Regions from separate parts of the Rattus norvegicus genome. Here region 2 is linked to region 1. A link is a contact called in public Hi-C data. All regions are on one chromosome and are shown on one strand. Each heading gives the region's core, a stretch centred on a gene start, on an enhancer-like site or on the middle of the called end of the contact. The rest is flanking DNA. Distances are from core to core; before and after follow the strand shown.

Region 1 (5,939 bases), core at 1,658-4,157:
GTAAAGCTACAGCAAGTGGCAGGATTCAAGAGCATTGGGCTTAGCCTCTCAGACAGGAAGACGTTCAGAGGTAGCCAGTCCTAAGGTTGGCTGAGTCCACAGCACAACGCTACTGTCAAGAAGTTAGTGCTTAGGTCCTTTCCGTGTCCGCCCACCTCTTTGTACCCAAAGACCTGGGATGCCCTCCACCTGCATCTGTGAGGCCAGTCACTGGAGAGATGCAGAACTGACCAAAATGCAGAGAATAAGAGATTGAGTGCTCAGCTCTCAGTGGGGCATCTGCATTCCCTGTCCCTGCCACACACACCAAGGCTCAGGGAACACTGAAGAGAGGAGAGAATGGAATAGCCAGAGGGTGGGAAGTGAGATGCTGCCTTCTGGACTGGATGTGGCTGCCACAGTCGAGAGCTCCCCATGACTGTTGTCACCAGTGCAAGACCTACAGAAGGTGAAGGCAGCCAGAGCAGAGTCATAGCACAGAACGTTCAGACTAGCCAATGGCATGGCTTGCTGGGGAGCTATGACAACGGATACTTGACTGGGGAAAGGAGTATTATTCATTATTGAGGATGTGACCCCTGGCAGGGTCCCTATGGTCCAATGGATGGCGCCATACCCATGTGTGTATGGGCAGCATTAACTGGTTATAACCAAACAAAAAAGACATGGAGTTGAGAACAGGTATGTTGGAAGGTATTGGGATAATGGAGTGTGGGTCGATAGAATGTTTAATTGTACCATGCACAAAATTTTCAAAAATAAAAAAAGTAATTCAGGTGCTTTCTGTTTTTCTCTCTGTCCCCTTTGTCATGTTGAAAGTGTGTCCTCTTGTGGTTATTGACAGCAATGAAGCTTTGCTACACCCAAAAGACAACAGCACATTGAAAGAGAGAGAGAGCACATGATGTTGTTGTAAGGAATGCCCAGAGCATAATTAGTCTTGGGGAAGAGACCCCCTAATAAGTTATCCAGTACAAATGCAATGTTGTCAGTCCTGGAATCATATACATACATATACAGTCACTCCATATGGACTGAACAAAGTATATTTATATATTTAGAAATACGAGAGAGAGAGAGAGAGAGAGAGAGAACAAAAAAATAGAGATTATGGGTTTGAAAAAGAGCAAGTGTTGGAGGGAGGAAAGAGGCAGGGGAAATAGTATTTCATTTTAACTTCAAAACTAGATAGATAGATAGATAGATAGATAGATAGATACATAGATACATAGATAGATAGATAGACAGACAAATCAATGGATAGATAGATAGATGGATAGATAGGTAGACAGATAGATCAATGGATAGATAGATCAATGGATAGATAGATAGATAGATAGATAGATAGATAGATAGATAGATAGATAGATAGATAGATAAAGTAATAAAGAGAGTTCCTGGCTGGGATGGCCATTCAAACCGCTGCTCTTGAGAAAACTTCCGATCCCACCAGCCTGGGCTTGTCCTTTTAAATGCAGCCAAATTTGTCTGCTGAGGAAGAAGGAAAAATAAGAGTGACTTGGTGATCTGTGAGCCACAGTGATGGGGAACAGGTAAGCAGTGGTAGCCTACAAGGTTTGACCTCACCAGAATCAGGAAGACATTGATTTTGCTTCTCTGTGCCCTTGGCCTCCGTTTAATGTTTAGATTTCAGGGAGTGCCCCCCCCCCCACACACACACCTTGTGTCCAGCTGTTCTATTCCCCATCCTATACTGATTCTGTATGTCCTAACAGGAGTCAGGGCATGATTCGTGACATGGAGGAAGAAGGTTTACCCTATAGTGCCGTGTTACCACCTTTTGTTTGCAAATGCACACTCTTACACATGGTTCCTCGGGGGTGCGAGATGATCAGGGCTCAGGTTGGAGATAAAGTACCTGGTGTGGGGTTTGGGCCACCACCACCTCCAAGTCACCTCCAAGATCCGCCTATGCGCAGAGCTGTGCCAGCCACCAGATGTCACTCTGTAATTTCTTGTTAAATAACACAAACAGCACCTACAATCTAGAAAAATCTAGAAAAATCTAGAAAAATCTAGAAAAATCTAGACTTCCTAGATCCGGGGGGCGCGGGGCGGGGGGAGGCAGGGAGAGGCAGCTTCCAGGACTCAATTCGCCCAATCTTAGCCAAAATGTCCAACAGTGGGGACATGGAACCTGAAGAGACCACCTTTGGTAGCCAAACAGGGCCCCCAGTGGAGAGATGGGGCCACCAACTTACCTACAAAACTTTCCACGCAAAATTGCTCCTGTCTAAAAGAAATGCAGGGACAAAAATGGAACAGAGACTGAAGGAATGGCTGACCAGTAAACGGTCCAACTTGGAATCCATCCCATGGACAGGCACCAATCCAATCCCTGACTCTGTAACTGATGCTATGTTGTGCTTGCAGACAGGAGCCAGACGTGGCCGTCCTCTGAGATGCTCCACCCAGCGGCTGACTGAGACAGACGCAGACACCCACAGTCAAACAGTAGATAAAGGTTGGGGACTCTCATAGAAGAACTGGGATATGGATTGAAGGAACTAAAGGGGACGGCAATCCCACAGGAAGACCAACAGTGTCAACTAACCTGGACCCTAGGAGCTTCCAGAGACTGAGCCACCAACCAAAGAACGTAAATGGAGGGGGCCACCCTCTCAAAGGCGAAGGGAATAGGGAATGGGGGGATGGGCTCTGTGAGGGGTAACCAGGAGTGGGGCAACACTTGGGATGTAAATAAACTAATTAATTAATTAATTAATTAATTAATTAAAAAACAAAAAATCTAAAAGTGGGAGGGGAAATAATCAAATTATAGCTGCAATTCTCGGCTTTAGCCACTGGAGGTCACTATTTGTTCACACGAGGAGACTCTGCCTTTTCAGCAAGCCAAACTTGATCCAGTTTAAAATTCCAAGGGAAATGACGTCAGTCTTAGTTGTCGGGTCACAGGTATAGATTCCCCACGGCTTTAGGATTAAAACTTTACACTGCTTATTCTTAATAGGGGAATCATTTAACACAAAGAATTCCTAACTTTTAGCTGACGGTTTGTTTATTTATCATCCCCCATCCTCCCTCCCCCTGCCAAAAAAAAAAAAAAAAAAAAGCCAGTGTGGAAAGATGGTAGAGTTATATTTTAGTAACAGTAAAGCTCTTTTCTCAGAATTGCCTGCCCCATCGCTCTCTTCCTTAGGAAGGAATTTTGAAGGATGTTTAGAATTCATCTTTTTTTTACCTGGACATTCTCACACAGGCAAACTGAAGCCTCACCATTAGCTCTTCCTTCTTGTTAACATTAGAGTCAGTGGTCCATAATGAAGTGGCCAGTTCCATATGCCTTAAAACGGATATAGCAAAAGATATTCCACAAAGAAGAAATTCTTCAGCAAAGTCAGTTTAGAACGGTCTGCAAACTGCAGCAAGAGAGTCTGAGTCCTTTGGCCAGAGGCCAGCGGTCACAGTAGGGGCCAGGTAAGGGGATATTCGAAGCTGTTTGGGGCTCTGTCAGAAGAAGTCACATCAGCTTGGGGCTCTTCAGCTAGCTGTGAGGGAACCGTCAACACGGTTTGTGTGTAGACCCAAAATGAGAATTTCAAACAGCCACCACATATGAAATAATATTCTACTTTTGATATTACTCACACTTATTAAAAAGTCTAAAGGATGGCCACCTCATGAGTTTCATTTATCTCTCATGGTTGCCACCAAATGGTCAGAACGGGCTTCAGCTACGAACCTCTCTGATCTCTGTCATCACCACTTTGACTTTTTTTTTTCCTTTTCTCCATCTTTATTAAATTGGTTGTTTCTTATTTACATTTCAATTGTTATTACCTTTCCCGGTTTCCAAGCAAACATCCCCCTAACCCCTCCCCTTCTATATGAGTGTTCCCCTCCCCATCCTCCCCCCATTACCGCCCTCCCCCCAACAATCCCGTTCACTCGGGGTTCAGTCTTGGCAGGACCAAGGGCTTCCCTTCCACTGGTGATCTTACTAGGCTATTCATTGCTACCTATGAGGTTGGAACCCAGGGTCAGTCCATGTATAGTCTTTGGGTAGTGGCTTAGTCCCTGGAAGCTCTGGTTGCTTGGCATTGTTGTTCATATGGGGTCTCGAGTCCCTTCAGCTCTTTCAGTCCTTTCTAAGATTCCTTCAACAGGAGTCCCATTCTCAGTTCAGTGGTTTGCTGCTGGCATTCGCCTATGTATTTGCCATATTCTGGCTGTGTCTCTCAGGAGAGATCTACATCCGGTTCCTGTCAGCCTGCACTTCTTTGCTTCATCCATCTTATCTAGTTTGGTGACTGTAAATGGAGTTTCTGTTAGGTTGACTGGACTCTAAGGATCCAATATGGAAACAAGGAACATCAAGGTTTTCAACCTGACTGCCTTCTTAGCAAAGGGCAAGAGAAACACCGGCCGTCAGGTCTCTTTGGGTGTGGAGTCCGAAGGGTACAGGCTCCAGACAACGACTCTTCAGAACTCTACACCCTGCCTGCTGATTGATTGGGTGCCGATTCTGATGCAGTAGTATGGTGGGAGATTTATTTAAGTCTACTTAAAAAGGCTTTGACATAGTGCTTTTCACATTGCCCTACTATACAGACTACACCCTTCCATGTGCCCCTTGTGGGTTAGTCACCCTCCGACCTCTGGACCTGAGCATTGCATTAGCCTGGGGCGGGGTTATCTAATGGAGATTGAAAGTGTGTCTTCCATATGCTTTGTCATTTTCAACCATGTGACCCTGAGATTCTGCATGATGTCATTACTGTGCCTTGTCGATGCATATCCGTATGACAATAAGCCTTCCCAACAGGATGACTTTGCAAAATAAAAGAGTACATCCATGTAATGAGTGTAGACCACGGTGCACTGACACGCTTTACATATGAAAGTATAGCTCATGTTTGCTTTCTTTAAACACATCCATGAACTATTTTCTATAAAATTATTCTCAAATTATCATGTACCAAACTACAAAATACATATGTACACGTATATACACATATAAATATAGGATATACTCATAGGCTATAGAAACAAAATAAAATGAATCGAAAGACACATATTCTTTGGCCATGAGTTTCTGATCTATGTTTCTTCTTTCGTCTGGATGTTGTGTGGGGGAGAGGTTACCTACAAACATAGACATTTTGTTGTTGTTGTTAAATCAAGTTGGATAGAGTCTAGGTACTAATCACGCATATTCCAGTTAGCTGTCACCTTGACACTGCCTAGAGCCACCTGCTAGGAAAGCGTTGGTTGAGAAATTGCCTGTAGGGGAGGAGGAAAGCCCAGCCCTCTGTGTGCAATACCTTTCCCTCAGGAAATGGTCCTGAAAATATCTCACTTGGTGTCCTTGTGCAAACCCTAACAGTGGGAGCAGGGGCTGTCCCTGACTCTTGCCTACTTGTGGGACCCTTTTCCTCTCTCCTGAATTGCCTTGTCCAGCCTTGGTGTGATGGTGTGTGTCTGGCCTTAATGTAGCTTTTCATGCTGTGTTTGGTCGATGTCCCCAGAAGACCTGCTCTTTTCTGAGGGGATGCTGGGGGTAGGGGACTTTACCCTTTGGACTCCACATCCAAAGAGACCTGGTGGCTTGTGTTTCTCCTGCCCTCTGTTAAGAAGGCAGTCAGGCCGAGGCTGAGTTTGAAAACTTAGGTGCTCCCGGTTTTCCACTTTGGATCCTTAGATTCCTCTCAACCAACAGAAACTACAGAAAAAAAAAATCAAAGCAGGTAATGACGTTCTTGAGGAATTAATAAGTCTTATATTATTGAAAACCTAAGAATAAAATAAAATTAGAAAGACTTAAAAAGGAAAAGAAAGCTAGATAAGCATCCTCTCAGAACCCTCCAAGGTCACTCTGACCGTCTCTGACTGTGGGTGAGGAACGCTCTGTGAAATAGCAAGTGGCCCTGGGGGTGCTACTGCGACTTTTCTCAGTG
Region 2 (6,527 bases), core at 3,720-6,219, 54 kb after region 1:
ACAATTGGAAAGTAGGAGAGAAACAGTAGTTTTAAGGATAACAGCAATACCTGATGCTAAGTAAAATCAATTACTTGAGAACAGGAAACAAAGCCAAAAGTGCTTAATTGGATTTTAAAAATCTAACAGTAAAATGGAGTGGGTCTCTGGTAGGAAATAAAGAGGCTTTTATTCTGCAGTAGGAAGGCAGAAAAAAACTGAGGAACCAGCCCAGTTCTTAATCATAAGTATGGCGGAGCTCCAAAGGATGTTAATCACAAAACTCCAGGAGCATACATGTTCCAGGTCAGAGTGTTGGTCAGAGACTCTGATGTCATGGGCTTGGTTGTGACACTGAAAGTCCTACATTTCTACTTCTCCTGAATCCTTTGAGCCTGAATGTGGCCCCGTTTTCCAGTTAATGGTGGGCACCTCTGCAACCTTCATGGCCAGCAGAGTGATGCTCATGAAAGGCCCAAGAAGACATTTGCCTCAGCAGGACTCAGCAGCCTTTGTTGGTTCAAACTTGGGGAGTCTGCCCCCTAGTTGTTTATTTTAGGCAAATTTAAGCATAGAACAATTTGGTGATTATCTGGTAATGATTAACTCAATCCCTCATCCACAACAAAGCATCCCAAATGTCCTTGAGGAACAAAGTGAGCTAAATACAGACCAGACCTGTGTAGTGAGTAGTTTTAAAATGCACGATTGCTCCTTGCCCAGTGCCGGCAACAGCCACCTCACCCAGCTCCCATGGCGAGCTTCGCCAAACCTCTAATGACTGGTCTGCAGGTGAGCCCTGCCTCCTGCCCACCAGAGTCTCTGGGGATGGAAAACAACCAGACAGCCTTAGTATTTTAACCAGCCAGATAAAACAGCTGCTGGGGGAAGAATATCCTGCTCCATCCTCCTTAGCCTCAGCCGAGATTACAAAGTATCCGTCCCTGAGACCTACATGCCGTCCCTTCCTATCAGCTCCAAGGCCTGGTTTGAATCCCTCTCCCCCTCTCTCTCTTCCTCTTCCTCCTGGGACCGGGAAATCCCACCTTATCCTTTACCCAGTGATTAGCTTCTGCCATCTTTATTGACCAGTTAAAATGGGGAGAAGGTTCATGTGACAGCACCTGAGTATGTGATCCACTCCTCACCTGGGCAGCCCCTCTTGAGGAAGCAGAATTACCATCAAAACACAAACAGCACCAAGGCAATCCACAACAGGTGTGGCTACATGAAAGTAAAGTCCACAACGATAGGTTCTATAGATTGACTGGCAATAGCAGGTTTTTGATTGGCCGAGAAAAGCCTATATATATATATATATGTGTGTGTGTGTGTGTGTGTGTGTGTGTGTGTGTGTGTGTGTGTGTGTGTGTGTGTCTGTGTCTGAAAGAATCTGGCACTTGAAAAGTCTCTGGCCACTGCCACACCCACTCCAGTAGAGTCTCTATGACAAGAAGCTCTTGTGCTTCGTTTCTATCCAGACAGAGGCATGTGCCTGGAATGGCTTCCCTCCTGGAGGTCCTGGCCGTCTCCCTACAAAAAGATGATGACTGGGGTCTATGCTTGCGGTGGAGGTGCCTTCTGTGTTCTAGCCTTGGTGATCTTAGCAACTTTAAGCCTTTAAGTCAAGAATATGTGATTTTAAGAATACAGCAGTGTGGGAAGATGGTCATGTACCTTTAGATGTCTCAGGAACTGAAAGTTCAGAGACGGAAACGTCTCACACCATCCTGATCCTGATGAACTCAACGGCTGCGATGAACTCAACTGCTGTACCCATTAGCTCCCAGCAAATAGGAGAGAAATTAATTGCAGTTACTAACAACATGGCTGTTCCAGAAAAGTCTTTTCCCCCTTTTGGGAAAGTTTTGTTTAGCATGATTCAGAATAGTAGTGACTCTTTTAGAAAGACCATGGATAAGTTCTAACAAGTTGAGCGAACTTATCAAGAGTTAACTCGAAGGAAAAGAGAAACTAACATTGAGCAAGAAATGAAAGAAATTATAGAATGGTTACAAAAGTTTCCTTATTATTCTGAGGGGCCATAAAGATAGAGTTTAAACTTTATTAAAACAAAGGTAAATGCTGAATGCATACCTGGTGCCCACAAGTCTGGCAGTACAACTGCAGTTTTCTAAACTATTGTCTGTGGCTGAGAATTGTTTCCTGGACTGTACATTCAGCTTTCCTCCTTGCAAGGGACATTGGTGAGGTGATGAAGAAGAGCTGGATGACTGCCAGTTATGATGTACCTGTTCTAACTGCTTAAATCTGTGCCAGGAAGTAAAACTTTTTGCAGCGGCACACACCTCGAGTTTGTGTCTGTCTGTCCCACCGAATCCCGTCTCTACCTGAAATCTAAGCCCTGGTCCCTCTGCTGACACACTCCCCTGGGTGGTCTGCGGCAGGCCACACAGCTAGCACAAAGGTCACCAGGCAGGAAAGCAGTCCACCGAAGCCTTCAGGGTAGATAACAGGTATTGTGTTCCTTCCCTTGAAAGAACAACCCGGTAAGCTTACCTTCCAGGTTCCTCCAGTGCCTAGTCATGAGCACAGGTTTCCAGTGCCCATCCACGGGCACAAAGATCTTCATGTCTCCCACAGTTAATGCCTAATCTTCTCTGTTATTTGGAACCCGCACGGATGCCTCCTTAGAGTCTGCCCCCAGCTCCATCTAAACACTAGGCATGTGGCTAAGGTTAAGTTAGAACATACGTTGGCACAAATATCATAACGAATGGCAAGGACTATGTGGGCAGTAGTAAGACCGATGATCTGAAGAAAGCTGAGGAGGCAGATGCTAGAGGATGGTGTTCCTACCCGCAGAGTGGATGGGCAGTATGTGAGGATACTGCTCAGTTTGTACAACTATAAAACAAACAAAAGAACAAGGAAGAAAAGCCAAATGTGGTTGGTCCACATCTGTAATCCCAGCCCTTATGAAGCTGAGGCAGGAGTGTGGGCCACACAATAAGACTATGGTGAAGGAGGAGGAGTCATTGTGGTGGCGAAGGCTGCAAGGGAGCACACGGACCTTGAAAGCACGTGATCGGGAAGATCATGTTATATTACAGTGCTGGGTCAGGGTTCCTTCACTTATCATATAGAAAAGAATTATCAGTTTTGCTTGTGAATATTATTTAAATTTATATGGAATAGGTTTACTAGTGTTGTTTTAATGAATCATTTAAGACTTTAAGTCCATTTTACAGTATCAATAGTCCTTCTGATGCCAGGCAAACGTTCAACTGAACTTTGTTCCAAGCCCAAGAGAATACAAATACTCAAGCTACAGAATTGTGGACCAAGCTGCAGCCTATCTCCTTGTTTCCTTGTGTGTGGCATTGTTGAGGACACAGGCAAAGTGCCTAAAATGCAAGGAGGAAGCCCATGATCCATATTAGCTCTGTTAACATTTTGTGTTTGTGAAAGAGTATCAGGTCTCAAAAAGACTGAGGGCAGAAGGTGAGGTGTGGCCCCTACTAGCTAATAGCACATGACTGCCTGCTCATCTCACCTCAGCCCCTCCCCTAAACTCATCTAGCTCGTGGACTTCCCTTCCCTCAGCATTTTATTCTGATAGAATGCTGACATTTTTTCTGTGAGCTCTCCTGGCTCCTTTGATCTCCTGGTCCTCTCTTGGCTCTCTCTCCTCTTTGTTCTTTTTCCTTTCTCTCCCCCTCTCTCCCTCTCTCTCTCTCTCCCTCTCTCCCTCTCTCCTCTCACGGCTGGTTCAGTCTGCTCACCATGCTTGGTTTACAACTTTCTCTCCCTGCTCTGGACTCTTCAGATGCCTCTGGCAGTACTCTCCCTCACTTCTATAATGAAATCCTCTCCTTACCGGAGCCTTGGAGTAGTCATGCCCTCATTTTATACAAAGAGGAGGTGGTGATGTCTGTTGAAACTAATACAAGTGGAGGAAGCTTGAAGAAAGCAAGATGTTTTGATTAGATAGTGTTGTAAATGGGAATGAGAGATTAGGGAAATATAGGACAGAAGGAGAATCCCGAGAGGCTTGAGTTCAGTGACACAGTGTATCAGCACCCCACCCCAAATATCAATATAAGGACAGGTACATCATTTAATTATCAGGAGTAGGAAAAAAATGTGATGAATTGTGACTGGTGAGATGGGACTGTGTGGGATGGGATTAAGTGGAACTTGGGGGGAAAATTGAAAAAGATGACTAAACAAGAGAACACAGGAGAGGACAGGTTAGGAGCCCAGTAAGCTAAGACATTGGAGTTCCGATTTCGTTGACAAAACGGCTCTCTTTGAGATAAGGTTCGAGGTGTGGTTATGAGAGTGGATTCCTGGAGTGTAGCAAAGGTGATAGCAGATGGGGATGAAAAAAATCAAGAGACTAAAATGAGACGTTTTCTATTGGATTTAAAAGGTAAGGGCAAAAATACGGGTGAGTCTAAAACAGCTCCACTCAAAATATAGAAGGTGACAGGCAGTAAGAGATAATCGCGTGCGGCACCCGGAGTAATGTCAAGGACTTTCTACCCAAAGGTAAGTGGGGAGTGAGAGTGGAACATTTACCTCCAGTGTTATTTAAAGCAAACAGTCTTGTGGGAAAGTATAGTCAGATCTCAGCCTCAGAGCAGAAGCAGAGAACGTGGGAAGCTTTGCTCACAAAGGAACAGAATGCACACAGCAAAGAGCAAGCAAAAGACCCCTCAGAACTCAGAACATTAGTGTTGTGAGATTAAAACAAAAAGGGCGGGGGGGGGGTGGCGTGGGAAACTGTGGTCTCTCATGTGCATGCCTATAATCCTAGCAGAGAGACAGAGGCAGGGGAGTCGTGGCTTCAAGGCCGGACTTGCATTCATTATGTCTCAGAAAACAACAAAGAAAAATAAAAGTGTGAGATGTGAGGCTTGTCAGGTTCAGAGAAAGGAAAAGGATTTCAGAAGAATCAGGCAAAAAGTGCTAGTAATTTTTCCCTCTTAAAATTTTTTGTGGGTTCGTCTCTCCTTTCCTTTTGGACTTTTCAATTCTCTGAGTAAAATAATAAAATTAGAATGAGATAGCAGAGGCCTTGAGATCCTGAGGCTCTCTGACCGCTACTCGCAACGCTGGCGCTTCTTCTCTTCCTAGCAAGTCCACTTCCGGGAAGGCGAGCTCTCCCCCTCCTCCGGAAGGGGGCGAGGTCGGGGCGGAGCAAGCAGAACTGGGCGGGACGCGCTGGACTCTTCCGGTTACGTGTGCAACCTTGGTGCTCTGACGTTGCAGGATATCCGGTCTCTCGCCCACTGTTGGAAACGGGCTGTGTCTGCCATTCCGGCCCGCGGCTTGGCCTCGCCTCTGCGTCCTCGGCCACTGAGGTGAGCGGCGTGTCCCCGCGAGGTTGCGTGACTGAGTGGGCCGGGAAGGCGTGAGGGGCTCGCGGGCGGCTGGCGGGTTGCGAGCCGCGTGGATCTCCCCGCGCCACCCCCCTCCAGGCCTCCCAGAGCCTGGAACCCAGTGTCGCTCTGCTGTCATTAGCATTCTAGCTTGAGCTGAAAGAAACCTCTCGTCGTTGGCATAAACAGATTCGAGAAATAGAATCACTCTGAGATGTCTTAGTGGGTAGAGTATGCATCCACGGTCACCCTTGGTCACTCAGCCACACGCTCCAGACTTCAATTTTAAATACTGACTGACGGCCCCGTGGCTTGGCCACGAAGATTAACCACTAATTAGCTCTGAAGACTTCCCTGCCCGAAAGGATTGGGCATTAGAGTGAGAAAACAGAAGCCTGGTTGTCAGTATTGTAGGTTTTCTGAGTGCTGAAAACCAGTTTTGTAAGGATTGATGTCTGTGTGGAAAACAGACTCCTAAGCTTCTGACTTGTTAAAACTGTTGCTTCCAGGCATGAGGGACAGGCAGCGAAAGCGACTGTAGTTCCTTAGTCTCCTCAGAGAAAATGGGTTTACCTTGCAGTCAGCCCTTGGCTTGCTGGATATTTGTGTAAACCGCATGTAGGTGAGAGTGTACTATATAATACTATGTGTGGACAGCATTAGAGATGTGACTGTAGCTCAACATGGGTATTTCAACTTGGCACAAAACGAGTATTTTAGTCATTTCTTAATAATGGTGCACACATCGGTTTTTTGAATGAAGAGAAGAATAGGGTGAAAAAACATTTACTCAGGCAGTTAGAATGAGGTCCTTGATGCTGATGCAGTTTGAGAGTTGTTTGAAGCGCAGGGAGGGCCTTAGTTTAGAAGCCTACAGCTGGAATAATCCGTGTGTAATGTTGCTAAAGGCTTCAGACGTGATTCGGTGCATTTAAAGTTAAAAGGTTGATTTAATACTTAAGGAAAGTCTAAACACTGTGTAACTGAACCCAGCAGTTATGGCTGTTCGGTTTTCCTGTTTAGAAAGAAGGGAACATGCCGAAAAAGAAGACTGGAGCAAGGAAGAAGGCAGAAAACCGCCGCGAACGAGAGAAACAACTCAGAGCATCAAGAAGTACCGTTGACCTAGCCAAGCACCCGTGCAATGCTTCAATGGTGAGAGGCTTTTAAAACAAGGGCTGTTTGGTTGACTAGAAGGAC

What was found. Hi-C and Micro-C count contacts between places; a contact is called where the count stands out from the background.
Region 2: a contact with region 1 is called in a Hi-C map of the A7r5 cell line, with 4 times the contacts expected there. The contact joins the promoter of Zfp330 here to the enhancer-like site in region 1. A contact is called at or near these places in 4 of 12 Hi-C or Micro-C datasets (the A7r5 cell line, Schwann cells, kidney and 1 more).

The regions. Positions count from the first base shown.
Region 1 is chr19:42,161,619-42,167,557 of GRCr8, forward strand. No RefSeq gene overlaps it. Among named protein-coding and RNA genes, the nearest start is that of Rnf150, 31 kb to the left of the region's middle. Within about 2 kb of position 2,908, at least 8 of the 93 cell types and tissues checked have an H3K27ac peak or open chromatin away from gene starts, as enhancers often do. A contact at or near this core is called in the A7r5 cell line, where this site is marked.
Region 2 is chr19:42,213,244-42,219,770 of GRCr8, forward strand. Zfp330 (zinc finger protein 330) reads left to right here and starts at 4,970. Exons shown (of 10, transcript NM_001108443.1): 1 at 4,970-5,309; 2 at 6,351-6,482. The coding sequence starts at 6,363.